Regions from separate parts of the Mus musculus genome. Here regions 2, 3, 4, 5, 6 and 7 are each linked to region 1. Evidence: chromatin contacts called from public HiChIP or PLAC-seq data. All regions are on one chromosome and are shown on one strand. Each heading gives the region's core, a stretch centred on a gene start, on an enhancer-like site or on the middle of the called end of the contact. The rest is flanking DNA. Distances are from core to core; before and after follow the strand shown.

The links. HiChIP or PLAC-seq counts read pairs in DNA pulled down with a chosen protein or histone mark.
Region 2: a contact with region 1 is called in an HNF4G HiChIP or PLAC-seq map of pancreatic cancer cells. The contact joins the promoter of Fabp3 here to the promoter of Pef1 in region 1. A contact is called at or near these places in 1 of 39 promoter capture datasets (hippocampal neurons), 4 of 484 Hi-C or Micro-C datasets (the G1E-ER4 cell line, erythroblasts and nephron progenitors), 14 of 115 datasets of contacts at active chromatin or transcription factors (T-cell acute lymphoblastic leukemia, bone marrow-derived macrophages, differentiating embryonic stem cells and 5 more) and 1 of 9 other capture datasets (embryonic stem cells).
Region 3: a FOXA1 HiChIP or PLAC-seq map of pancreatic cancer cells shows a contact between it and region 1. The contact joins the promoter of Spocd1 here to the promoter of Pef1 in region 1. A contact is called at or near these places in 6 of 39 promoter capture datasets (the C10 cell line, embryonic stem cells, hippocampal neurons and 3 more), 1 of 484 Hi-C or Micro-C datasets (cranial neural crest), 6 of 115 datasets of contacts at active chromatin or transcription factors (T-cell acute lymphoblastic leukemia, craniofacial prominence, embryonic basal ganglia and 3 more) and 3 of 9 other capture datasets (adipose tissue, liver and pancreatic islet).
Region 4: an H3K4me3 HiChIP or PLAC-seq map of embryonic stem cells shows a contact between it and region 1, with 8 times the contacts expected there. The contact joins the promoter of Serinc2 here to the promoter of Pef1 in region 1. A contact is called at or near these places in 8 of 39 promoter capture datasets (the 3T3-L1 cell line, cranial neural crest, embryonic stem cells and 5 more), 1 of 484 Hi-C or Micro-C datasets (the G1E-ER4 cell line), 11 of 115 datasets of contacts at active chromatin or transcription factors (T-cell acute lymphoblastic leukemia, bone marrow-derived dendritic cells, bone marrow-derived macrophages and 2 more) and 2 of 9 other capture datasets (adipose tissue and pancreatic islet).
Region 5: a contact with region 1 is called in an H3K27ac HiChIP or PLAC-seq map of embryonic stem cells, with 2.5 times the contacts expected there. The contact joins the enhancer-like site here to the promoter of Pef1 in region 1. A contact is called at or near these places in 4 of 484 Hi-C or Micro-C datasets (the G1E-ER4 cell line, embryonic stem cells, myocytes and 1 more), 8 of 115 datasets of contacts at active chromatin or transcription factors (T-cell acute lymphoblastic leukemia, embryonic stem cells and epiblast stem cells) and 1 of 9 other capture datasets (liver).
Region 6: a contact with region 1 is called in an H3K27ac HiChIP or PLAC-seq map of T-cell acute lymphoblastic leukemia, with 8 times the contacts expected there. The contact joins the enhancer-like site here to the promoter of Pef1 in region 1. A contact is called at or near these places in 1 of 39 promoter capture datasets (cranial neural crest), 10 of 115 datasets of contacts at active chromatin or transcription factors (T-cell acute lymphoblastic leukemia, effector CD8 T cells, embryonic forebrain and 5 more) and 1 of 9 other capture datasets (adipose tissue).
Region 7: an H3K27ac HiChIP or PLAC-seq map of microglia shows a contact between it and region 1, with 5 times the contacts expected there. The contact joins the promoter of 1700108I11Rik here to the promoter of Pef1 in region 1. A contact is called at or near these places in 2 of 39 promoter capture datasets (hippocampal neurons and liver), 1 of 15 datasets of contacts at CTCF or cohesin (large pre-B cells), 2 of 484 Hi-C or Micro-C datasets (cerebral cortex and megakaryocyte progenitors), 4 of 115 datasets of contacts at active chromatin or transcription factors (bone marrow-derived macrophages, double positive thymocytes, embryonic stem cells and 1 more) and 2 of 9 other capture datasets (adipose tissue and embryonic stem cells).

What each region holds. Positions count from the first base shown.
Region 1 is chr4:130,106,081-130,109,593 of GRCm38.p6, forward strand. Pef1 (penta-EF hand domain containing 1) reads left to right here and starts at 1,476. Exons shown (of 5, transcript NM_026441.4): 1 at 1,476-1,570. The coding sequence starts at 1,547. Gm40258 (a long non-coding RNA gene) reads right to left here and starts at 2,038. Exons shown (of 2, transcript XR_868200.3): 1 at 1,521-2,038.
Region 2 is chr4:130,306,920-130,310,596 of GRCm38.p6, forward strand. It overlaps Fabp3 (fatty acid binding protein 3, muscle and heart), which reads left to right and starts at 1,819. Exons shown (of 4, transcript NM_010174.2): 1 at 1,819-1,931. The coding sequence starts at 1,859. Gm10570 (a long non-coding RNA gene) reads right to left here and starts at 786. Exons shown (of 4, transcript XR_868203.3): 1 at 704-786; 2 at 401-565.
Region 3 is chr4:129,927,125-129,930,826 of GRCm38.p6, forward strand. It overlaps Spocd1 (SPOC domain-containing protein 1), which reads left to right and starts at 1,643. Exons shown (of 15, transcript XM_017320505.1): 1 at 1,643-1,674; 2 at 2,125-3,079. The coding sequence starts at 1,673.
Region 4 is chr4:130,273,630-130,277,027 of GRCm38.p6, forward strand. Serinc2 (serine incorporator 2) reads right to left here and starts at 1,957. Exons shown (of 10, transcript NM_172702.3): 1 at 1,829-1,957. The coding sequence starts at 1,867. It overlaps Gm34957 (a long non-coding RNA gene), which reads left to right. Exons shown (of 2, transcript XR_376686.3): 1 at 1-2,305.
Region 5 is chr4:130,249,350-130,253,041 of GRCm38.p6, forward strand. Gm46724 (a long non-coding RNA gene) reads left to right here. Exons shown (of 3, transcript XR_003955118.1): 3 at 1-455. Among named protein-coding and RNA genes, the nearest start is that of Gm46724, 15 kb to the left of the region's middle. Within about 2 kb of position 2,227, at least 37 of the 459 cell types and tissues checked have an H3K27ac peak or open chromatin away from gene starts, as enhancers often do. A contact at or near this core is called in the G1E-ER4 cell line, embryonic stem cells and epiblast stem cells, where this site is marked.
Region 6 is chr4:129,881,101-129,884,926 of GRCm38.p6, forward strand. No RefSeq gene overlaps it. Among named protein-coding and RNA genes, the nearest start is that of E330017L17Rik, 23 kb to the right of the region's middle. Within about 2 kb of position 1,956, at least 237 of the 459 cell types and tissues checked have an H3K27ac peak or open chromatin away from gene starts, as enhancers often do. A contact at or near this core is called in T-cell acute lymphoblastic leukemia, adipose tissue, effector CD8 T cells and 5 more, where this site is marked.
Region 7 is chr4:129,850,842-129,854,619 of GRCm38.p6, forward strand. It overlaps 1700108I11Rik (a long non-coding RNA gene), which reads right to left and starts at 2,390. Exons shown (of 2, transcript XR_868199.3): 1 at 2,290-2,390; 2 at 1,662-1,859.

The DNA.
Region 1 (3,513 bases), core at 226-2,725:
TGGAAATGATCAGAGAATTCTTACGCTGGGCTAGACTGCGACACAGTGGCAGTACTGGAGGGACTGAGAGGAGTGGCTAATGAGCTGGGAGCCATGGGGGGAGGTGTTAAAGAGAGGGTGGGACAGGAGGAGTAGATGTGAGAGGCCATTGGTCTTTATGAATGAGTGTTGTAACCCTGAGTGTGAGAGGCTGTGACTAGTTCATTTTTAAGTTAGCATTTTCCTAAGTTGTATTCCAGAAAACTGTGACTCAGAGAGGTTAAATGACTTCTTCAAGATCACACAGCTAGAAACTGTTTAAAAAAGAAAACGAACAACAGGATCTGCTCACTAACGCCAGTGCTGAGGGGGAAGCTGAGCAAAGAAATAAGCCAGCGGGGCGCTGGTGGGTAAGGCTGGGCCAGATCACGAAGGAACTGGATCACCAGACTTGTCTTCCTCTGCAGGTAAGGATGAGGACCGTGCTTTGCAGACTGTCCTATGGCCAGTACCACGATCAGCAGTGGGACTGTGGAAAGTGCCTGGCTAGATTGAAAGCTCAGGACTTTTTATTTAAAAAGTATAGTGTTGGCACTGTAGATACTGGGGATACAATTATAAGCAAATCAAACACAATTCTTGTCCACATGAGAGTTTTTGTTGTTGCTGCTGCTGCTGTTGTTGTTTGAGACAGAGCCTCATTATGCAGCCATGGCTAGACTGGAACTGTCTATGTATGTATGCTTGCTTCTGCCTGCTGAGACTAAAGGCATGTGCCACCAGGCCCGGCCACGTGGGAATGTAACTAATCAAATAAACATGCAACCAAGTTTAGAACCTAAACCCCAAGAGCCAAGTACAGGAAAGTTGGTAACTTAGGAACTGTGATTTGACCTACAGAGGGAATAAAACCTCCTTGTTGAGACCTAGTCATCTACTGACACTAGTTCTAGGCCGTACTTTGCTGAGGAACTCACTGTGAGTTTAGGTAACTAAGTCATTGCCTTTCTGAGCCTCAGTTTCCCCATACATAAAGATAGGAGCACCGTGACATCTTAATTTTCCTTCTCTTCTGGCGGTCTGACCTTTCTCCACTGTCCACGGGTCTGTTTAGTACCCACGTTCTAAATGGCACCTGCATTCCAGGAAAGGCTTAAGTTCTCAGTAGCCATGGCAACCGCCTGGGCGTTAGAAGTAAAGTGATCACGACAGTGACGTAACTAATATGCGTCAGGTTATAATATGGCCTTGCCAGGTTATAATATGGCCACCACAGAAACAACTGACCAAGTCTCCCCATTAGATAACTACAGCTGGCCAGGCCCGAGGTCCGCTGCAGGTCACGAAAAATAAAAACAAACGAGCCACTACGGTCAACAACACTTCCGGACACTCCTACCCAGCCCTCTGTAAGGTACCAGCTCACCGCCTGTGACTTCCGTTTGTTGACCGGAAGATTGACAGCCTGTCCGTCCAATCACAATCGGACCCGCCCCAAAATCCAACCAGGAGCGGCATTGGGAGCAGGAAACTCCGCCTACCACAGTTGTGTGACGTCATAACCGCCATGGCCAGCTATCCAAACGGACAGGTGAGTTGTAGTGGCCCCTGCGTCAATATTTGGGCTTGTCTATAGATCCGGTACCACTCTCCATCCTCGGCTCTTTCTCCCCACTTGATCCGCAGCCTTTTCACGCAGAGGTTTACTTCAACAAGACTCTGTGTGAGCGAGAAACAGGAGGGCCAGTCCGTCGCGCTCGTTTTACGTCACATAGGACCACTCGAGGGGTTGTTTATATTGCGCAAAACTGGCTTTGGGGGTTTTGCTGTGAATTGATCCGGGCTGAACCGGACCAGGGTGCTTAACTCAGGTCTCCGTGGGGCGGAGTCCTCTGTGCTCTCGAGGCGTTTAGAGCTCTTTTTCCCTTGGAGTCTTTCTGGGCGTAACTTGATAAAAACAAGTTGCCCGACTCTCTCAGCACCGTCCTGCGACCGAATAATCTCGGGACAATCAGTGGTAGGAGGTACCAGAAGTGAGATTACACCCCTCACGGTTGTCCAGCGTCCTTTCACACGTAGGAAAAGTGAAACCCAGAGAAGATATGGAGTTTATCTAAGTTACCAAGTAGTTAGGCAGCAGAGCCAAGGTCAGAACTTGGGTTGTCTGCAACTGCTTCTTCCTTCCTTTCTAGCCTGCCTTGAACCAGCCGGGAACATCATTTCAGTGTGATTTATTTTGTGGCCAGAATTAGGTGACATAGAGGTGCCAAATGCAGTTTTGAGTTAAAAGTGGAGCCAGATCTTTGCCGCATTAGTTTTAAGTCTTTTTTTTTTTTTTTTTTTTTTCCTGATCCAGTTTCCTCTCATAAAATGGACCAAGTAGTAAGAGTCCACCCCTCACAGAGTTATTAGGAAGAACGATGTGATTCCTGTAGGCATATGCTATGCTATACGGTAAAGTGTAACATCACTTTGTAGGAGTTTTCAAAGCAGGCCCCTCACTTCGAAATAATTTGGACAAAATAATCGTCCTGATCACAGAGTAGTTTAAGAGATTAGTCTCATGTATGGAAAGTGGAATGCAAAGTCAAATGGGTTATTACCAAGCTTTGATTGGCCATAGTCACAGACTAAAAGATATTTAAAGGCCTATGTGGTTTATATAGCATTTCTTACATTTACTTTGTGTGTGTGTTGGGGGTGGGGAGAGGGCGGCTACACATGTGCACATGCACAGGAATTATTTTTTTCTCTATCATGTGGGTCTTGGGGATCAACCTTCTTGGGCCTTTCAGCAAGCCCCTTTACCCACTGAGTCATCTTGCTGGCTCCCACACAGCAGTTGGGCCCCCATTGTGCCCATATGAAGACCCTGTAAGCATGCAGGGCTTATTATTTTGACTTATAGCTGAGGAGCAAACCCAGAGAGGCTTAGAGGTCTCACATAGCTGGTGAGGGTGAGGCCAGGGTTAGAGCTTTGAATTCCACTTATTGCATACTTGGCAGAAGTGAGTAGAGGCCAGTGTGGGCTCCAAGTAGGAAGAACTACCACAGCCTGGCTTCCCAGACTCCGCCCCACTTGCTGGGTTTTGTGAGATGTTAATGGGTGCTCTTGATAGAGGATCCTGTGGTTAAGCAAGCTTGGGAACTGCTCTGTTAATACAGCGTGGTAATGCTCACTGCAAATCTCCCAGAAAGTCATAGAATGCGTCATAGTCCTAAAAACTTTCTTAACCAGGGACCACCCTACCCCATCTGTTTTGAATTACGTCTGCTCATTGTTTTGTGACAAGCTGGTGTTCCACGGGAGCTCAGGTTGGGAAAGCATTCCCATAGTACATATTTTTAGTGGCTGGTTTGTATCAGAATTACCTGAGAGCTTGTTTAAAGGACAGATTTGGGCCCCATCTAAGACCTGCTCTAAGCTTAGATGGCACAGATCCCACCCCCAAATTGTGAGGGGTGTGTGTGTATTTACCTGTGTGGGGACAGTAAACATCTGTAAACCAAAAGTTGACAATTGAGTGGCTGCCT
Region 2 (3,677 bases), core at 569-3,068, 200 kb after region 1:
CCAGCCCTGAGGCCCGTCCCTGTAGCTTTGGCAGAATTGGACCTCTCAGCCTTTTGGCAACTAGACTCTCCAAAGGAATCAAGACAGGGGTGAGAGGACTTTTCCTCACTGGCCTCCTTCCCAGAACAGCCCATGGGTGGGAGAAAGGAACTTCCACGGGGACAGAGGCCCAGGAAGGAGGCCTCACCACACTGCAGGTATACTGGTCAGGCTCCAGAGCTCTGGTAACCGTTCCGGAATGACTACCCTGCACAACCTTCTAGAGGCCAAAGTTCTGTGCTTACCACTCCGTCCCGTGTAGAGAGCTCAGAAATTCATTTATGTCCCTCTTCCTCTGAATCCCCAAGTCAGGACAGGTCCCTCCTAGAGTCACTCCCAGAGGGAGTACTTTAGCCTGTACCTTGATCCATGTGGACTTCTCCAAAGCAGGGCCCGCACAAACCAGGAGCTTACTTTGAGAGAGTATCTTGCCTTGGCTCAGACTGGCCCCCAACTCAGGAATCTCTTGCCTCCAGGTGCAGGTGCCGTATTAACTGTTGGCTCAAGCCAGAGCAGCGGCACACAGCTGTAACCCAGGAGACAGAGGCAGGAGAATCTTTAGTTCAAGGTCAACCCCTGCTACACATTGAGATGCTGACTTGGTAATAATTAAACAGAAACTGCTGAACTAAGGAATAGGCTCCACTGAGGTTCCCTTACTCACCTGTAAAAAGGGGATGATACCACCTACCAACGAAAAAGTTGAGTGTGACCATGCCCTGAAGTAGGCTACAACCATCAATAGTCGGGTCTTATTTAATAACGTACTTTAAGGTGACAAGCAGTCTAGTGGCAGAAGTCAGGGGAAAAAACTGACTTCAGCAGAGGGTCGCGGCTTTCCGGGAGTTAAGGTGGCCGAGGCCGGAAGAACCCTCTGAATAGACAAATTGTCTTCGCGGAGTGAAGAACGACCCTGGCACAAGCTCAGAGGTCAGTAAATAAAGCCTGAAGCGCTTTCAGGCAGCGGCGACGGGTGGGACTGCGGAGAAAGGCGCAGGCGGGAGACATTCCGCAGGGAGGGGCTAGCACGTGTGGGGCTAGCATGAGGGAAGCAAGGTCACGTTCTCCGCCAGCAGGTGAGGCGCTGGGCAGCTCAGCCATCCGCGGTGTCCAAGGCAACTCTTTTCCACTTGTCTGGTAGGAGCAAGAGGGCTCAAAGGCCACTAGACCATGCTCTCTGTCCAGGCTCCAATTCTTTTTTACTTACGGCGACCGCGTCATTCCTCTCCGAGCCTCTGAGCCTCTTCTACAAGAAGAGGACATAGGACCGTTGAGATGGGTTTTTGGGTAAAGGCCCTTGCTGTCAAGCCTTGACAACCCCAGTTTGATACGTGGGACCCACACGGTGGAAGCAGAGAAGGGACTCCCGCGAGTTACAACGAACGCCCCAGTCTCCCACCCCTTCCCCATAAGTACGCCTACACGAGCATACACAATATAAGAATAAAACCACAGCGAATTAAAAAACAAGGCGGCAGAAGGATCAAGCGGCGTTTCTCCAGCGTGGCACCAGCTCAAGGGCGAGTTTCCTTTCAGTATGGCCGGGGGATGCTCTACTTGGGTTGCGGGAAGCGCCCCGCAGCCAGGCCAGGGATGGGTTAGATGGCACCAACAGGACCGCGGGCGCCGCTGACGTAGGCGACGGGAGGGCTGTGGGGGATGGGCCCCAGCCCTTTGCGGGAGTGCAAGCCCCGGCTTCCTATTTCGGGAGCGAGGGGTGTGGGCCACTTTCATCATGTGATGCGAGGGCTATTTAAAGAGGCTGTCCAGCCGGGAGCTGCGGTTCTCAGTGCCTGCTCGCCTCCTCACTCATCGCACCATGGCGGACGCCTTTGTCGGTACCTGGAAGCTAGTGGACAGCAAGAATTTTGATGACTACATGAAGTCACTCGGTGAGCGAACGAACGGCGCAGGATCTAGGGTCAGGAGGGCCGGCAAGGCGGTCTTGGCGCTGAGCTCCCAGGGGGAGTGCCCCCATGTGCCTCCCGCAAGCTCCTAGCCAGTCCAGACAGGGAATACTGAGGTGCGGAGGGTGGCCTGGGCTGAAGCCACTCCACTCCACCCCACCCCACCCCGGCCTCCTGGGAGGGGGGTGTCGCGGTCCAAGCTTGGCGAGCCTCGTAGCTGGAGGGGAAGGGTAGAGGCAGCTGTGGCCGCAGAGGTCCGGGATGGGAGGCTTTCTAGGAAGCAGTGTAGGTGATCCGGAGGTGGAAAGGGGAGGGAAAGAAGGGCGGGAGGCTGGCCGCAGGAGAAGGCAAAGAGGAGCATGGTGGTCCAGAAATTGAATTCCGAAAGGGAATAGAGCAGATAGGAGTGTACAGAGCCTGGAGGAAGACTAAAGAAAATCAGTGAATTCCATCTGGGAAGAGGTGAAGATACAGCCAGGCAGTCAGCAACAAGCCCTACCCCTCCATGTTGGGGTAGTGAAGAGGCCTCTCTCTGGAAGATGCCCTGGTTCTCACCAGCCTGACCTTCACCTACAGTGTGTGCAGCCACCCCTGGGATCAGTCGGAGACGCTGCTGCTAGAGCAGGGCAAGACGACCACTACACATAGGCTTCCCGGCCGCACCAGTCGGCCACCGGATCAGTGCTGGGGATAGGGTGAAGAAAGCCTGGGATCGAGCAGAGGGTGTCAGAAGAAAGGTGAAGAGCTATGAAGGGAGAGTGTGGCTTGGGGCTGGGGAAATTGTGTGGTGTGGGCGGTGACACAACGCCTTTAACCAGCACTCTGGGAAGCAGAGGCAGGTGAATCTCCCGAGTTCTAGGCCTGGTCTATACAGAGAGAATTCCAGGACAGCCAGGACTACACAGAGAAACCATGTCTTGAAAAAAAAAAGAAAGGAAGAGTCCCATGATTTACTTAATAGGAAGACAGCTTGGGACACATGAGCTCATCGCCTCATAGGAAAGCCCAGGATTTCTTTTTGAAGACTGAACTAGAGCCTTGTGCATGCCCCCTACTGCTGAGTTATACTCCCCACTCACACACACACACACACACACCCTCTTTTTACTCTGTGTAACAGGTTCTCACTAACTTCCCCAGGTTGGCTTTGATCTTGTAACCTGCCATCTCGGCCTTCCAAATAGTTGAGAACCCAGAACTACCTAGAGTTCTTCCCATTTCAACAGTGGGGAATGTCACATGAACCACTTATCCAAGACGGCCCCAGCCCTTCCTTTCTTGCCTTGAGCTTAGATAAAGACCTCTACCTGCGGAGTCCCTGGCTATATCATCCTGGTCTAGGAGGCTGGGGCAGGGAAAACAGGACTGTGTCATGCCTGAGCTAGCTTCCACTCCGTCTTCCCCGGGAAGGAGGGCTGGAATCGGACATGTTGAGGGATGTGTGTAGTTGCCTCTCACCTACTTCCAGCTCTTCTCTGAAACAGGCCCACAAAGCAATTTGTCCTTTTGGTTTGGGGAATGGAACCCAAGGCCCTTTGCCCGTGCTAAGCAAGCACTGCGACTGCTGAACCACATCTCCAGACAGGGCTCCCACCGGCACCTACCCTACCCTGAGGCTCTCCAGGAAGGCAGCTGGTCTTGTCTTTTAAGACAGGGTTTTACTGTGTATCCCTGGCTCTCCTGGAACTCCCTAAGGAGACCAGGTCCTGTTGTCTCTGCCTCTCCCGCACT
Region 3 (3,702 bases), core at 393-2,892, 180 kb before region 1:
GAAATATCTAAAGCAGGAATTTAGACACATAAATCCACAATAGTAATGTGAGATTTAAAAATACCCCACGGACATGGGGTATTTTTAACACATGACTGATATTTAAAAATACCCACTGAGGGCCTGGAGATGTGGCTCAATGGGCAGAGTGGTTACCCACCATGCCCGAAACCCTAGCTCCATCCCTAGCATGGCATAAACCACTGTGGTAGTCCACACCTGTGATCCCAGCACCCTGGAAGTGAGAAGATTAAGGCTCCCATTGGTTACTTACTGATTTCTAGGCCAGTCTGAGATTCATGAGGCCAAATCAAATCAAAATTCATAAGAGAGAGAAAGCAATTGACATATTAATTAGATGAAAGATATTTTCAAATATTGCTTCCATTCTCCCATTCCAGTGTGCCTTCCTGCTCTCTTGGGAAGAGGTGAGGTGGAAGTGGCTTCCCAGAATCCCTTGCAACTGGTATTTTATTTGTTGTATCTATTTAATTCGGGGCAGGGTCTTATACACCCAGGCTGGCCTCTGAATTCAAAGGCAGAGGGTGGTGCTGGGCAGACTTCACATTTTACTTTGCTTCTCTCTCTCTCTCTCTCTCTCTCTCTCTCTCTCTCTCTCTCTCTCTCTCTCTCTCTCTGTCTCTCTCTCTTTCCCTTCCTTCTCCCTCCTCCTCCTATTTATTTATTTATTTATTTATTTATTTATTTATTTATTTATTTGTCGTTTTTTTTTTGAGACAGGGTTTCTCTTGTATAGCCCTGGCTGTTCTGGAACTCACTTTGTAGACGAGGCTGGCCTGGAACTCAGAAATCCGCTTGCCTCTGCCTCCCGAGTGCTGGGATTAAAGGTATGGGCCACCATGCCCAATACATTCAATTTTTAAAAATTAAAAAATATTCAAAAACTAAAAACTGGGTGGAGGGGGGAAAGAATAGTAAATAAAGTCACCACATGTGGGATCAATAACTAATTAATCATAAATTATAATATATATAATCAACAACTAATTATACTATTAACAATAAATATAAATAATTAATAGATTAATGGATTATTAAGTGCCATATCACTTGGTTTTTAAATTTTAAGAGCCAAGTGATATGTGCATGGGAGTGTCACCCATAGCTATGAAATCAGGCAAACAAAATCGACCACAAAGAAAAACCCCAAAGTTCCACAGAGTAGAGGGTTGAGAAATGAGAGGAAGTTTAAACTTTTCTATTTCTTGACGTTCTATTCGACTAGAAGGCACATGTGTGTCTAGATATATTGTATGCCAGACAATATTAAAATATCTAATTAGGAAAAATAATCAGATTTGAGTTTAACAATCCCCAGGGGTTTCAGACACCTCCTCCACTCTGTTTACAATCTTAGGCAGCTTTCGGCATCCGGGGGGTCTGCGATTCCTTTGCCCACGCACCCCGCACCCCGCCCGGTCGCGTGGAGGCAGAATGATTGGCACCTCCTCCCAGAAGCCCTCGGCAGGGAGCGAGCGCCTCCTGCTGGACAAGAACGCCAGCACCCCTAGGGAGCCGTTGCTGGGCACCACCAGGTCCTGCCTCCCACCCCTTGGATCCAGGACCATCTTCTCCGCATCACGTGCTTCTTCCCTCAACCCCCCCCCCCGGCCCCCCAGGAGTAGAAGGAGAAGGAGCTGTAGCAGCTCAGATGTAAGCGGTTGGAGCTTTAGGTCGGAGGTCCTAGTGCGTTCAGGGACTGGCTTGATTCAGAGTCCTGTTTATAGGAGTGGGGTATAGATAGGGCTGAGATTTCTGCTCCGTGTGGAGCTGGCTTTTGCATTTCTGGGAGAATCTCCTCTTTTCTGCTCTCTGTGTGCTTTTGGGCAGTCTCTGAACCAGCTAGGGTGAAGCGAGATACCTCATTTCACAGTGTCACTGATAAGTAGTGACTTTTACCCTTTTTCATTTAAGCAGAAAGCTTAAAGGGTAAAAAAGCTCTTGGGAAGCTCAGAGGAGTGGCCCTATCTGGATAGCTTCCCTTCTGCAGACTAGTGCGAGGAGTGGGGGTCGGGGGAGGGAGCATGTCTAGGAGGTGAGTTGGCAAGCCGGGGAGGACTACCCAGTCAGGCTTTCCCTGAGACCTCCCTCTTTTCCACATAGGCCTGTTGACAAGTTTTTAGCCAGGGCTGGTGGACAGAGGACATTGTCTAGGTTCCAGGACTCTCTGTGTGACTTCTTGGCTACTGGAAGCTCCAGAAGTCTTTGTGGTACATCACTGGACTTCCCAGATAGAGTACTGGTCTGTACAGAGGGGCCAGCAGGAATGGAAGAGGCCAGCAGCCCCAGCTTTAGACAAGCCACCACTGTCGAAGGAATGGTTTCCCCAGAGGATCCTACACTCAGCAAAGAGGGGCTCAGTGCAAAGGGCCCGCCCCCATCTCCAGTCCTGCCCCCTTTCCGAAGGAAATGCAGGAAGTGTGGAATCTGTCCCCAGGAGGAGGAAAAGTCAGGTTTTTCCCTGAGGTTTGGTCAAAGACCAGATGGGGACCCTCCCGAGTGTGCTTCTCCAGAGGCCTTTGCAGGTCCCCCAAGGCTTCTTTCTTCTAAGGACACTGAGCCTGGAGAGCCAGGTGGAAGTTGGGTGGAATGTGCTGTAGAAACCGAGGTTGAAAACATGCTCTTTTCTAAGGATGGGGTTGCGCCAGACAGCCTTGATCACCTTTTTGAATTCCCAGGGCTCTTTGGAGGCGAGCCCCTTAGTCTGGTCACCCAGGAGCCTCTTCAGAGTCCAGCACTGTACCCAGAGGTGCTGACTGAGGATTCTACAGATCAGCAGGAAGTACAGCCCGCGTTTGTGGTTGGCAGCCCTGGCACTCCACCTGACCCGGTGGGGCCAGAGGACAAGGCCCAGTCAGGGTCCAGGATGGAGCTGGAACAAGGACTTTCTGCCCCAGCCAATTCCTGTGCTAGCTCCCCAGAGCCCTTGGGTGGGCTCGATGGTGCACCCCTAGAGCAGAGAAGACCTACACATGTGAAGAAGCGGCCTTGGACAAGTCCAGATGACTCAAGCCAGGATCACGCAGAGGGAGCCAGTAAAAAGGATTTTCCCAGACTGGTAAGTTGAAGCTGATAGTTTAGGGTAGGATGGCTGGGTGTGGCACTTAACAGAAGTAAACTCCAGTGTCTCTTATTGAGCGTCTTCTCTCGGACTTGTTCTGTTTGGTTTGTTGGGGACTGAACCCAGGGCCTCACACACGCTAAACAGACACTCTATGACTAAACCGCATCCCCCAAGCCCCTTTTATTTTGATATGGGGTTCTCACTAAGTTGCCTAGGCTGGCTTTGAACTCACTGTAGCCTACAGTAGCTTTGAACTTTTGACTCTAGTGCTTCAGGTTCTCAGTCTCTGGGATTACAGGTGTGTGGCTTACTAAGCCCAGCTTCCCAGATTCTATACATTGAAATTCTAGAGTCAGGAAAGGAAAAAAATAAACGACATTACTGAGTTCCTGTGAGGGCCCATTATCTGTTAGAGGCAGCAAGTCCTGGGTTCAAATCCTGCTCTAGCCTACTTCCTGGAGGAATTGCCTCCCACTATTCTTTAATAACTTTTCTCTCATTCAATAAGATTAATAATATATATAATAAGCTGGGTAAGATGGCAAATGCCTTTGATTCCAGCATTCTGGAGGCAGAAGCAGGTCAAAGGTAGGTCTCTATGCATTTGCGGTCACCCT
Region 4 (3,398 bases), core at 707-3,206, 170 kb after region 1:
ATGATTGTGAGTTGCCATGTGGGTGCTGGGAAGCCACCCTGGGGTCTCTGAGTCAACAGCCAGTGCTCTTAACTGCTGAGCCATCTCTCAGTTCCCTGACTTCAGATGTTAAACCCGACCAGGAAGCCGAGGGTCTGAGCAGTCCTGGCTGGCCTCAGCTCCGTAGACTGCAGACTGGGTGACTCAGAGCTGATCTTGGCTCTGTTCTCCGGATGGAATTCTCCACCTACGTCTCCTCCTGGGTGACAACAGCTCCCACAATGCCCACTCACTGTACACAGGAGCTGGGCGGCAGTTTCCACCTTTCATCTGCCCATATCACCAAGAGTATACCAAAGGAGGTACTGCGGTGGCCTTCAGTTCAGGCATGGAGAGATCAGGATAGAAGGATTGGCTGAACTGCCCTCACAACCCCTCTCCCAGTAGGACACGGGTAACCAGGCAAGACCAGATGGGAATCATGGTCTGTGAGTGGGAACGTCTCCCTCCCTAACCAGGAAGCAAACCCGTCCCAGGAAGGGGTATGAGCATCAGCAAGGAATAGCCTTACTCTGATCTCCTGTTCAAGCTTCTCTCTCTCTCCCTCTCTCCCTCTACCCGTCTCTCCCTCTCCCCCCCCCCCCCACTTCAGTGGAAAGAGAGGCCCAAGAGAGGACAAGAGCTGTGTCCAGGGACCCACGCCACTGCCTCCCCAGACTGAGCTCACTCTCAGAAAATGGCTACAAAGAAAACCTCTAGATGCGCAGCTCTCTCCTGGGCACCCGCTCCTAACACGCACACAAATCAGGGACAAAGGATGCAAGTCCTGAACGAACCTTCCTACAGCAGCCAGCCGCGGGAGCCCTCTCCGCCCCTCTTTGTGTGGGGCCAGAAGGGGAGGGAGCTGTCTGAAAGAGCCTCAGATTTAATGAGGGGAAGAAGGAAAAGAAAGGGGGCTGGGGAAGTGGGGGCCTCCCGGCCGGTTATGGCCGGCCGGGTCCCCTCCCCTGTGCTGGTTGCTGCCCCAAAACAGAGCTGGCCTCCCGCCTGGTCCCCAACAGTGGCGACCAGGTGGACACACGCAACCTCCCTCAATTTCTGGATCTTTCCAAATCCAAAGTTTGGCACAGGTAGTCAGTGACAACCGACACCAACCTCGCTCAAGAGCGGGATGGGGGGGGGGGGGCTCCTGCCCACCCTTCTTACCCAACCCCCATCTCCTTTCCAGCTCGAGCTGGAGGGAAAGGGTCCAGCGCTTGCAGGGGGGGTGCCCTAGAGTGAGCGGGCCAGACTGCGCGCCGAAAGAGGATGCAGACGGAGCTGGTTACGACGACGTTCAGACAGACAGACAGTGCCCGAATCCTAGAGAAGTGAACGGGACAAACACAAAAGAACAGACTAAGCCAGGCGACAGGGGCAGACAGAATGACAGACGCTCTGCCAGAAAGACAGTAAGCTCAGCGGGGCCGGGACCCTACCAGTTACACAAAGAGTCCCGCGCCCTGGAGAGAGACGCGCCACGCAACCTGGGGGTGCTCTGAGCTGGGGAGCGCGCAATGGCCGCGGGGCTCCCCGCACCCGCTGCCGGCCTCAGTATCCCGGTTCTCGGAGTGACGGCGCCAAAGGCGCCCGGCCGCGCCCCACCCCTCCCCCGCGGTCACCCGAGCCGCGACACCAGCTGTCCAGCGCACCGCGGCCGAAGCGGAGCAGCTGGGGGATGAGGATAAGAAGGGCATCGGTGGGGCCTCTGAAAGGCAAGTTTGGAGGAAGCAAAAAGAAGAAAGTACTTGGAGGAAGAAGGTAGAGAAAAAGTGAGCGGGGCCGCGGCAGGGACGAGGTGGGCACTCACGCAGCTGAGCAGGGAGCAGGCCCCGAGACAGGCCCCCATGGCGGTGAGGGGCGCGGGGCTCGGGGCACCGGCCTCGGATCCCGGATCCGGTGGGACTCCAGGCGCTTGGCTGGCCCCACCCCAAACCCATCCCCGCCCCAGCCCCGCCCCACCTGCCGAAGCCGCTCGTCACTTTCCGGCGACGCTCGGGGCCTCCTAGGACTCACCTGGGACAGGTACTGGCGCCAGACATTTCCTAAAGAGGTTGAGATGGGGAAAGTCCAGCAACGACAGGGGCACAGCCCAACTCAACTCTGAGCTAGGATTGTCTGCTGAACCAAAGCGAGGATTTGGAAATACATCTGGATTTGAACTTCATAGGAGCCATTGTGTGACCGACCCCAAATACTGTCATTGTTAGAGGAAGTAAGAGGTGGTCTTCCCTGATGCCCTTGGATCTTGGCGGAAAACCTCGGCCCAATCTATGGGTGCTCAATGGTAAATTACTAGGCAAGGGGGTGGGGGGATGGTAATGTAGCTGAGTCGGTAGAGTGTTTCCAGAGAATTCATGAAGTCCTAGGTTTGATCCACATAAAACTGGGCATGGTGGCTCTCGCCTGTAACCCAGCACTCAGGAGGCAGGAATCACAAATTCAAAATTATCTTTGGCTGCATAGCCAGATCTAGGTCAGCCTGGGTTACATGGGATCCTGCCTACGGAAAGAAAGAAGAGAAGGACAGACAGAGGGAGGATAAGGGAGGCTACTTTGCTTCTCTGAGTCTCAGTTTCCCCTATTGAAACTAAAGGTGCTAACCTCATGGGGCTGTTAGAACACACAGCAACTGCTCCATGAATAAAAGCCTGTGTCATTCCCATCCCTGTTAAGGCCCCAGATTCGTACTTGTTTAGACCCTCTCCTCTCCATCCACCTTGTCTTCAAACTCTGGACCTGTCTTGGATCACACACACACACACACACACACACACACACACACACACACGAGAGAGAGAGAGAGAGAGAGAGAGAGAGAGAGAGAGAGAGAGAGAAACACAGATAGATATACAGAGAGAGAGAGACAAATACACACACACACACACACACACACACACACTGCTCAGCACTCCACACACACACATATACACATAAGAGAGACAGACAGACAGACAGAGATACACACAGGCACACACACTCACTGCTCAGCACTGCACACAGAGAGACAGAGACAGAGGCAGATAGACATACACACAGAAAGAGACACATACACACAGAGAGAGACACATACAGAGACACACACACACACACTCTGTTCAGCACTCCTCACTCCCTATCTGTGTACAGCCATGACCTCCTAGCTAAGGAGGTCACTGGGTGAGAGGGCATCCTGGCAGGTCATCCCCAGGATCGGGTGTGAGGCGCAGCAGCAGAGTTCTGTAATTATGGTAGCTCACCCCAGCCTTCTCCCCCACCAACTCTAGACCAGATAATGTTAGGGAAGGAAGTCCATAGGTTTGGCTGGCCGCAGGGGCCAAAGATCCGGCCTAACTGCTTCCCCGAGTGATTCATACAGCACCTGGCTGAGCTGGTAATTG
Region 5 (3,692 bases), core at 977-3,476, 140 kb after region 1:
GGTTCTCGATTGTATTGGCCTTGGGGAGAATTGGACCGCACAGTGACTGTCACACAAATGGATTCAAGGGTTACAGAAAAAAAAAAAAAAAAAGACACACAGTACTAGGAGGAATGGGTGCTGGTTAGAGTCTGAAAATGAATTATGCCTAATATAAAGGTAAGCTGTGAATTAATCTGGTGGCTGTACTGATTTACCTTGTAATCCCCAATAACTCTACAGAGAAACCAAGATGTATTTAAGACTGCACCTCAATAGCTGAGCAGTTAAATGAATGATGTGTCTTAAACCGCTATGCTAATCTGGCTAACTAACTCCCAGCCCCATCCCATGATGCTTGTGTATCGATCTGGCTCTCCAGACCCCTTCTTCATTGCTCCAATTCCTCCATCCTGCCTGTGATCTGACTCTCCTCTCCTTCTCTCTTCTGCCCAACCACTGGGTTATCAGCATTTATTGACAAGGCAGAGAATAAAAGGTAAGAACTGTTTATACAAACTTGAGACAGGAGATTCTTGGTATAAGCATTACAATGCTGTGTCCAGATTAAAACAGGATGGGGGGGGGGTGCAGAGAAGTCAGCATTTGAGTAGCACAAGGGTAAGCTCGCAGCACACAAAACATTATGCCTACAAGGTGCAGGGCCAGTACTTGCTGTTCTTATTACTAAAATTAGTGGCCAGTTAATTATATCAGTTAATATGGTTATTCCAATGAAAGTGGCCCTCAAAGGCACGTAGCCTTGAATTCTTAGTCCCCAGTTAGTGAATTGTTTGGGAAAGATCAGGAGGTGCAGCCATGTTAGAGAAGGTGTGCCACTGGGAATGAGTTATGAGATTTCAAAAGCTCATGCCAGGCCCAGGCTCAGTCGGGCTCTGTCTCAGGCAGGCTCTGTCTGCCTCTGTCTGTCTGTCTGTCTCTGTCTATCTATCTATCTCTGTCTCTCTCTATTTCTGTGTGTGTGTCTCTTTGCCTGTCTGTCTGCCTGTCTCTGTCTCTGTGTGTCTCTGTCTCTCTCTCTCTCTGTCTGTCTGTCTCTGTGTGTCTGTGTGTCTGTCTCTGTGTGTATGTGTCTGTCTGTCTCTCTGTCTCTGTCTGTCTGTCTGTTTGTCTATCTTCTCTTCAGCTGCTGCTCGAGGGTCAGAAAGTAAAGCTCTCAGCTTCTGCTCCAGTGCCACACCTGCCTGCTTCCTGCCGTGATCCCCCCAAACTCCGGAACCTTCTAAACCTATACAAACCCTCGGCTAGATGCTTTCTTTTGTAAGCCTTGGCCATGCTGTCTCCTCACAGCAGCAGAACAGTAACTAAGACAGTTAGCCACGCATTCAGCTGCACTGCTGTCCCATTAGGCACAGTAATGGGACTCAGATATACTGGGGTTGGCTTTCCCCATCTCAGTGACATCCGGACCAGGCATAGCAGAGCTCCCACAGACATCAGGGACCCAAACTCTTCCATGTCTCCTAGGCAGATTTCCATCCACGGGTTTGTTGTTCTAATCATCCCAAGAAGGTTGCTGTAGCTCCACACACTGCTTTGAGTTAAAAGGCAGAGCAGGACCTTATAACAGAAAGGCAAACACAGTCAGCATTTTCTCCTATATCCGATTAGCTCAGAGAGGCTGCAAAGTGGCCAGGCAGCAAAGGGAGAAGGGGCTGATACAGTTAGGGTTTCCATTGCTGTGAAGACACACCACGGCCAAGGCAACTCATAAAGAAAAACATTTAATTGGGGCTGGCTTACGTTTTCAGAGGTTCAGTCCATTATTGGACAGCTAGGAGGGGGGCCTCATTGCCCACCCCCACAATGATACACTTCCTCCAATAAGGCCACACCCACCCCAACAAGGCCACACCTCCTCCAACAAGGCCACACCTCCTAATAGTGCCACTTCCTGGGCTGAGCATATTCAAACTACCACAAGGGCCGAGACTGTCTGCTGTGTAAGTACTGAGTGCAAAGCACTTTATGGCTTACAAGAAAGCTACTGTGGCCGCGGTCATGAAAAATCCAGGTGAGGTCCCGAGAGGGTAATAACACACAATGACACATCAAGGCAGACAGAACTAGCCAAGCCCAGAGCACTCCAAGCACTGTCTGTTTCAGATGTCATCGACCAGCTTTGCATTCACCCTGCCCCCCAACCCCCTTGTCACTCTGCAACCTAAACTGCAGGTGGGGCTGAAGGACAGTGGCCTGGGGACAGGACGTTGTAGTTCCTCAGACTCAAGGACAGCTCTTTTCTCAGTCCCAGTGCAGTAAGGAAGCACACCCTATCAGGGGCTTGCAGGCAACAGAGCTTCTCTTCCCAAAGAGGGGAAGTGACCAGAAAGGGATAGTGACAGGTCTACGAGGAAGAGAGGGTATGTGTGGTGGGAAGGAAGAACTGAGGAGCCAGGAACAGATGGGAGGGTGGGTGAAAGTCAGGTCACTGGGTAGCAGGAGAGGGGACAGCTAAACAGGTTCCCTGTGGGTGGAAGTCAGGTCACTGGGTAGCGGGAGAGGGGACAGCTAAACAGGTTCCCTGCCCTGGTGGGTGGTGACAACCCTACCTCTAGGCTAATGAGTGTGACACCAAGGAGACAAGGGGAAAGTCCTTCACCTACTTAGAATAGTGGCTCTTTGCTCTGCCCCTCCCCCATACCACCAGCAAGGCCCGGCCCAGCCCCTGGCACGTGGTGAGTGCATTGCTGACTGAATGATCTGAGACTGTAACAAGCTTACAACCACAACCACTTTTTCTTTTTTTGGGGGGTGTTGTTGAGGGAAGGTTTTTTGTTTTTTTGTTTTTTTGTTTTCTTTTTGTTTTTGTTTTGGGTTTCTCTGTGTAACCCTGGCTGTCCTGGAACTCAGTTTATAAACCTACCTCTGCCTCCCGGACAAGTGGTGAGATTAAAGCTGTGCACCACCACATCTGGCAAATCAACCACCTCTACAAATACACAGGCCACGAGGACACCCTGGGCATTTCTTTTCTCCTGAAGGAGAAACAAGGAAAGAATAGCAATGCATGGTGCTCTGACAACCTCACTCAGAGGATCTCGGGGGGCGGGGGTTGGGGGGGCAGGGGGCGGGGCAAGCACATCCTCCAGACCCATCCCTAGTGAGAGCCTTCCTCAGCTTCACGAAGTCCAGCCTTTATGCGCCCCACCTCACCCAGGGAAATCTGTCTAAAATACTATGTGACTCTACCACTCAGCTGTAGTCATGGGGAACATCCCAGCATCAGCTCACAGCTTTAGGCCTTCTGCCAGCTCAGTACCCCAGTAGTTCCCCTCTGTCTAGTCTCCCCACATCCCCTGAGGGAGACTGTACCATCCCGCCCACACCTATCTCCTTGATTTCCTCTGACCCCGCATGCTGTCTGCACTCCAGTTTGTACTTGCCCTTGAGCTCCTCTTCCATGGCCTTGTGTACCTCAGCAAATGTCCTCTCAGCCCAACGCTTCCTGCTCTGTTTTCAGGGTGTCTATTTGAATCCCTATACTCCCCGAAACCCTGGTGGTACCTAGGAGATGGTTGTGTCCTGGGCAAGACTATAGAAGCACCCAAACAGACTTTCAGGCCACACCCACACAAGGCCACACCCACAAGTGGGCGGGATGCCTGGCCTGCACTGGAGTGATAGGAGCCTGCCTGTGACCTTCACAACACTGAGCATCTCTGGCTGAGCCTGTTGTACAGGCCACACAC
Region 6 (3,826 bases), core at 706-3,205, 220 kb before region 1:
GGACCCGTCCGATTCATTTTCTTTCCTCTTATCTCTTTGGGTTTATTTATTTTTTGAGATAAGATCTCCCTCTGGCTTTGCTGGATCTTTCTATTAGACCAGGCTGGTCTAGAATTCACAGAGATCTGCCTGAACCTCACCAAACTCAGCCCTCAGTCCAGGGCTTACCCCAATTCTGCCTTAGTTCAAACTACTATTGTCCCAGCCGTTCTACAGCAGCAGCTCCTGACTGGTCTCACTGCTTCCTTTTACTTGTCTTCTGTCTGTCTGCCTGCCTGCCTGCCTGCCTGTCTGTCTGTCAGTGTGTCTGTGTGTCTGTCTTCTGTGCGCATGTGTCTAAGTACCCTCACACAGATGCCACGTGTGGAGGTCAGAGGAGAGCTCCTAGGGGCGGATTGCTCTCAGTCACGTCTGCCTTGGGGATTGAACTCAGGCTGTCAAGCTCGGCAGCAAGCCCCCTTACCTCCTGAGCCATCTCATCCACCCTCTGTTTCTTTTCTTACCAGCCACATCCTATTTTTGGCCCAGCAGCCATTTTGGAATGTAGGGGAGATATTATTTCTCTGCTCAGTCCCTCCAAAGCCTTCCTTACCACAGAAAATGCAAATTCAGGGCCCTGACTTAATTTAATCCTACTTCTCCCTATATGTGTACAAACACACACACACACACACACACACACACACACACACATGCTTCTCCAGCCACACCTGAACCCTGCTGACCTCACACAGGTCAACTCAGGGCCCCAGCTCCACCCCCAACTCTGGCCAACTCCACTCTCCTGCCTGGAATGTCTCTGCCAGCCTCGGGACTAGCAGCTTCCTCTTCTTCATCCCCGTTCAAGTGTTCGTTCATCAGGAAGGGCTTCTCCCAACCATCTAAAACAGGAGTCCTCCCCACTTCCTAGTCCCTTCTCCACTTCAGTTTTCTCTGTAAATTATGACTGTGTAATGTTAATGTCTAGATTCTAATGTAAGCTTCCGGAGGCCAAGAACCTTGTCTCGTTCATCTCGTTAGTCCTGTGTGCCTAGAGCACTGCTGTCGAGGAGCAAGGCTCTCAGCACACACCCGTGGAACGAACTGCCGTCCTTTGTGTCTGTTTTATACCGAGAGAAAGCAAGTAAAAAATATTTTAATGCAAACATAGCTCAAGTCTCTAACTCCATCAGCTCGTTGCTAGTGAGTAGGGTTTAATTCCCTGCTTGCATTAGCGCCCTGTTTGTGTGCTGACAAGTCCTTAGTTCTCCTTAGAGGCTCCTCAGTTATCTTTGGGACTCCGTGGAGAATGGCTCATGGGAGTGGCCCTGGGCAGGTGAGCAAGAGAGAGCTCCTTGCTAAAGCTGCAGGAATTCTGTGAGCTGCTCGGTACACTGTGGTAGTGTGAAATTGGCCCCGGTGGGAATATTTACATCACGGAAGTGGGCAAATGCTGCAAAACAGAGTAGTTTAATTTTTATTTTTAAAAGAAAGAACCAGTTTCCTAACACAAGGATTCCTCAACGAGTTAGCAAAGGATGACCCCCTAGGTGTCTAGATGCTCTCCTCCCCCCCTTCCCCCCGGGCTCCTGGAGCTCCACCCCCACTGTCATCCTGAGAAAGGCAAAGTCCCTGCCAAGGCTGCATACCACATCCTGTCAGCCAGCCAAAGGTAAAGTTCAGGCCCACAGAAAGTCCTTCCCTACAGAAACAGAGCAAGTATCTAAAGTTCCCCTTGCGCCCCCCCCCCCCCCCCGCCCCTGTCCTGTACCCTTTCCTCTGGGACCATTTGGAAACTTAAAAATTGTGCACATGCCTTGGAGAGAGAGTTCAGATGTTAAAGTATGTGCTGCGTAAATGTGAGAATGGAAGTTTGGATGTCCAGGACCCATGAAAGGCTGGGTGGACGTGGTGGCCTGCTGGAAGGCAGAGCAAGCTATCTCCAGAGTAGGCTAGTGCAACCAGCCATATCGGTGAGCTCTGGGTTTGACTGAGAGAGCCTGCCTCGATGAATGAGGCAGAAAAGCAGCGAAGGAGGAACTTCTTCCTTTTCGGTTTGTTGTTCTGTTTCGAAACAGGATCTTGAAGCCTGGGCTGTAGTTCAGTGGTAGAGCATTTGCCTGCAGTTGGCTGAGATCCCCTGGATTCTATGCCCAGAGTTACAAGTTACAGGAGAGATGGGGAGAGAGAGACAGACACACACACCCACAGAGAATCAGAGACAGACAGAGACACAGAGACAGAGAGAGACAGGGACACAGACAGAGATAGAGAGATAGCAAGTGAGTGTGCTTGAGAGAGACAGAGAGACAGAGAGACAGAGACAGACAGAAATACACACACACACACACACACACACACACACACACACACACGGAGAGGCTAAAGACTGTGCTGTGGCCTCAGTCCTGAGTTTAAGTGTTCATCCTGCCTCAGCCTCCTTAAGCTGTAATTTATTTATTGCAGAACAAGTGGAGATTTATTAAAAAGAAGCCAAAGTCTAGCAAATTTGTAGGCTTAAATCTCCCAAACCAGGAAGAGGTGGTGCACGCCTTTCTTTAATCCCAGCACTCGGCAGAGGCAGAGGCAGAGGCAGAGGCAGAGGCAGAGGCAGAGGCAGAGGCAGAGGCAGAGGCAGAGGTAGAGGGGCAGAGGCAGAGGGGCAGAGGCAGAGGGGCAGAAGCAGAGGCAGAGAGGCAGAGAGGCAGAGAGGCAGAGAGGCAGAGAGGCAGAGAGGCAGAGAGGCAGAGAGGCAGAGAGGCAGAGAGGCAGAGAGGCAGAGAGGCAGAGGCAGAGAGGCAGGCAGATCTCTGAGTTTGAGGCCAGCCTGGTCTATGGAGTTCCAGGACAGTCGAGGCTACACAGAGAAACCTTGTCTCAAACAAACAAACAAACAAACAAACAACAACAAAAACAAAGGCCTCCCAGGACAGATGGGAGCTGGAGACCTCATCTGTGGCCGAGCATTCTCAGGAAGACACTGTACGTTGTGGGTGGGGCGGCTCCTGAGAAAAGGGAGCTGTTAAGCCAGGAGCCGGATGGGAAGGTTAGGATGCAAGAACGGGTAGGAAGTCCCAGGTGTGCGCAGCCGCAGAAGCCAAGGGAAGGACACTCTGTGACTGATAGGTGACCAGCTTCCATCTGGAGATCAGGCCAGAGCAGCTTGTGTGGAGGGAGAAGTGAGACGCTAGGCTGAGGAGGAGCTAACACTGGCAGGGAAGCAGAGGCTGAAAGTGGCCACAGGCAGGCTGGGAGCCGCAGAGGAAACAAAGACTGACGGACCTGGCTAGGCTGCCACATCTCGCCACTCCTCAGTAGTCTAGGATTTAGCCAGTTTTTAAATGCCCCACCAATCTCCATGGAAACCAGAGCCTTGAGCATGCTGGGTAAGCAGTCTGCCACCACGCAACTACTAGCCCTCTTCCCATATCTGACAAATTAAAGTGGCTGTTTTTTTTTTAATTTGCATTTATTTGATTATCAGTGAAGATTAGCAAATTTTGTGTGTGGAGGGCTATTTGTTTTTGAGACAGTCTCTGTTTTCTAGGCTGGCTTCCAACTCCTAGATAAATCCTGCCTCTACCTACTGGGATGACAGGCTTATACAACAAAGCCCAGTGGTGCTGGGTTGCAGGGCCTTGTGCATAGTAGGTGTGATGGTTGAATATGCTTAGCTCAGGGAGTGGCCCTATTAGGGGGTATGGCCTTGTTGGAGAAGGTGTGTCACTGTGGGCGTGGGCTTTAAAACCCTAACTGCCTGGAAGCCAGTCTTAGGGGGTTTTTGTTTGTTTGTTTGTTTTATTTATTTATTTATTTTTTTTGGTTTTTCCAGACAGGGTCTCTCTGT
Region 7 (3,778 bases), core at 1,140-3,639, 250 kb before region 1:
AGAAATTGGATATCCTGACTGGAACAAACTTGCACCAAGGAACTTGGTGCCTCAATGCCCTCTTTTCCCTAGTGTTAGGGGCTTGGAAGGTAGAGTTGGGGGTGGAGGGAGAAGGGTGATAATGAAAGGAATCCACCAGGCAGTGGTGGCGCATGCCTTTAATCCCAGCACTTGGGAGGCAGAGGCAGGTACATTTCTGAGTTTGAGGCCAGCCAGGGCTACAAAGAGAAACCTGTCTCGAAAAACCAAAAAAAAAAAAAAAAAAAAAACCAAAACAAAAACCATAAAGTAGCCAAAAGTCTGGCTACAGATAGAGACTGGGTGTGATGCTAGCCTAAGTACTTTGGTCCTGTCTAGGTTAGACAGGACCAGGGAGTTCAAAGCTACCCTGGGCTTTATGGCAAGAGCCAGTCCATCTTGGTGAGCAGTTACAACGGACAGCTTTGTGCTGTGCTACTTAGGCGCCGTGGGTCACATTGCTTGGTTTTAACCTTGTGCCTTGCATTAGCCCTCTTAACTTCTGTGGTTGGTTATGATCATTACTCTTGGCTCTAAATGGCATGCTTTGTCTTTTCACTCTGGCTGAACTTGGTTTTGGTTCAGCTCCTCTGATATTGTGTATCTGACCATGCCGATGCATCTAAAGTTTCATGGCCTTGTGTCAACCTTAGTGCTCTTTCCAACTTGCCACATCTGCCTCATTTAGCTCTTTTTCTTTGGGGGTTCTTACTTCTTTAATGCCTTCCTTACTTTAGTTCTAATTGGTTTTTAAACCCAGAAACAAGGAACCTGGAAAACAGCTCAGCGGGTAAAAAGGCTGAGCTCATCCCTGGAGCCCGTGCTTGAGAGAGAGAGCTGGATGCTACGGATAGTTGTCATCCCAGCACTCCTGAGGAGAGAGAGCGAGCAGAGCCAGCTTGTGATAGTGCTGGATGGTCTCAACAATGACAGCTGAAAGCTGTCCTCTCACTGTCACAGTGTGCCCTGGCCAGTGTGTCCCAGCGCTCACACCAAAGCTTTGAAAGAAGCTTGCCAGGTTACACCTTACCCAGCCATCTCTGGTGGGCACGCAATGCCACTGTCTTAGTTACTACTACCAACATACCCAGTGTAAAGGGTCCCATTCTATAGTATTTCTAAGATTTAGAAAAGAAAAATTTGATGTGTGTGTGCCACATGTGTGCAGGTATCCATGGAAACCAAGAGACAGAATTGGATCCCCTGGAACTACTGCTGAAGAAACGTGGGCCCTCTGCAGAACCTGCAAAAGCACTCACACCGCCAACCAACTCTCCAGCCACCTCCCTTTTATTTTTTTAATTTTAAGGCAAGCATTTCCATCTTCTTAAATCTCATCCCTTATTTGATTAAAGGTTCAAATTTAAGTGCCTTTTTCTGATACCCTTTTCATTAACTTTTCTACATAATTCCCACCAACTTATAAACATACTATTTATTGCATGATAAGAGTCAGAGCTGAGGCTGGCAAGATGGCTCAGTGGTTAAGAGCGCCGACTGCTCTTTCGAAGGTCCAGAGTTCAAATCTCAGCAACCACGTGGTGGCTCACAACTATCCGTAACGAAATCTGATGCCCTCTTTTGGAGTGTCTGAAGACAGCTACAGTGTACTTACATATAATAAATCTTTAAAAAAAAAAAGCTGGAGTTGGTGGTATAAACCTTTAATCTTGGCATTATTTGGATAGCAGAGGTCGGAAGATCACTTGAGTTTAAGACCACCCTGGTCTGTGAAGTGAGTTCCAAGGTAGCCATGGCTTTGTAGAGAGAACCTGTCTTTATTTGGTTTGAGGAGTTGGCAAGATGGCCACCATGCCTGAGTTTGATCCTTGGAGCCTGTGCTGTAACACACAAGTGTGTACACATACAAAAGACAAATCGTTTTGATTTCACATCTACCTTGTTCTGACACAGAAACACACCCTGTACTGGGAATTGAACACTACAGTTAAATTTCTCTTTAATTTACAGTAAAACTAAACTTACATTCTCCTTTGAGTCTGTTCCAGCATAGATTGTTTTGTGGTTTGGGTTTTTTATTTTTGAAACAGGGTCTCTATAGGCTGGTCTATAACTTCTTATGTAGACCAGACGTCTTATTTGGGATTTTTATCCTCCGGCCCCTTTTAAGTGCTGGATTTCAGGCATGCACTGCCCTCTCTGTCTCCCAGTGAGAATTTTTATTTCATTGGGATTACTCCTATAAAGACCACCAGAAGTTCTGTTGCACTTAGTTTAGTGGTGGGTTCTCCTAGTGTTGGATTTGTCTACCTGGTGGGATTGATGCCACTGAAGTCTTCATTGAGCTGGGCAGTTGTGCTGCATGCCTTTCATCCCAGCACCCAGAAGACACAGGCAGGCAGCAGATCTCTTCGAGTTTGAGAACAGCCTGGTTTACAACAGCCAGGGCCTCAACACAGAAACAAACAAGCATTGTGACTTAATAATGGTTCCTCAGATGCGTGCAGCTAAAGTTCCTGGGCCTGACATGATGAGTGGGCTTCATGTGAATAGCAGTGCTGAAATAGGCATTTCCTAGGTGAACTGGCAGACTGATGGAAGTTCTTCAGAGAGCCTTTCCTGGGTTTAATGTTGCTGGCTTCGCAGATGGATGAAGGGCGGGCCCCCAAGCTAGCACTGTAGGTAGTATGGGGGACCCACAGAAGGCAAGGAAAGATTCCCCACAGCCAAGAAGGAACAGGTGCCGCAACACCTGGGTCTTATCTCCATGTGGATCTAAGGCACTACGGCCTGGGAACATCTGCCCTGGTGATAATATTGGGATTACAGGTGTGTGCCAGCACACTTTGCCCCCCCCCCCCCAATGTGGTCTCCCTCTGTAGCTTGCTCTACTTTGTAGGCAAGGCTAGCCTTGAACTCACAGAGATCCACCTGTTTCTGCCTCCCGAATGTTAGGATTAATGGTGTGTGCCATCACATCTGGCTTTAAACCTTAATTTTTAAAATTACATTTAATTTGTGTATGTGTTTGTGGGTACCCCACAGCATTTGTGTGGAGGTTAGAGAACAGCTTGCAGGAATTGGTTCCTCCACTTTTGAGTCCCAGGAAGTGAGGTTGGATTGTAGGCTGATGCCAAGCCACTCTATCTGCTGAACCATCTTGCCAGCTTTTTATTTTTTATTTTTATTATACATAAGTTACACTGTAGTTGACTTCAGATGCACCAGAAGAGGGCATCAGATCTCTTTATGGGTGGTTGCTAGCATTCGAACTCAGGACCTTCAGAAGAGTGCTCTTACCCGCTGAGTCATCTCACCAGCCCATCTTGGCAGCTCTTAAGTTTTCCTTTTTTTTTTTTTCTAGTTACGTAACCAAAAGAAAACAAAAACCTAGGTTGGCCTAGGACTCCCAGTGGTCCTGTCTCTCCACACCCAGCTGTGGGGCTCATGGTGGCACACACTTGTAGCTAGCATTTGGATGGCTGAGGCAGGAGGACCTAGGCTACATAGGGAGTCCATGTATCAAAACCCCAAGGGATTAAACACAGCTTGTTGAGTGCTGTGACAACCTCCTGTGAGTGAGTGCGGTGTGCCTGCTACGTGTTTACCCACTATCCTAGCCACTGAGGATACCAGGGGAGGGAACATGACAAACTGGCAAGAAATTATTAAGGGGTAGGAGAAGAACATTTCTTTTCAGTTAAACATCAGTGCAATAAGAGAACGTGAGGAAGAGCATAGGAATTAGTGATTAATACAGTCAGACGGAATGGCCATGAGACCGAGGAAGATGAAGGAA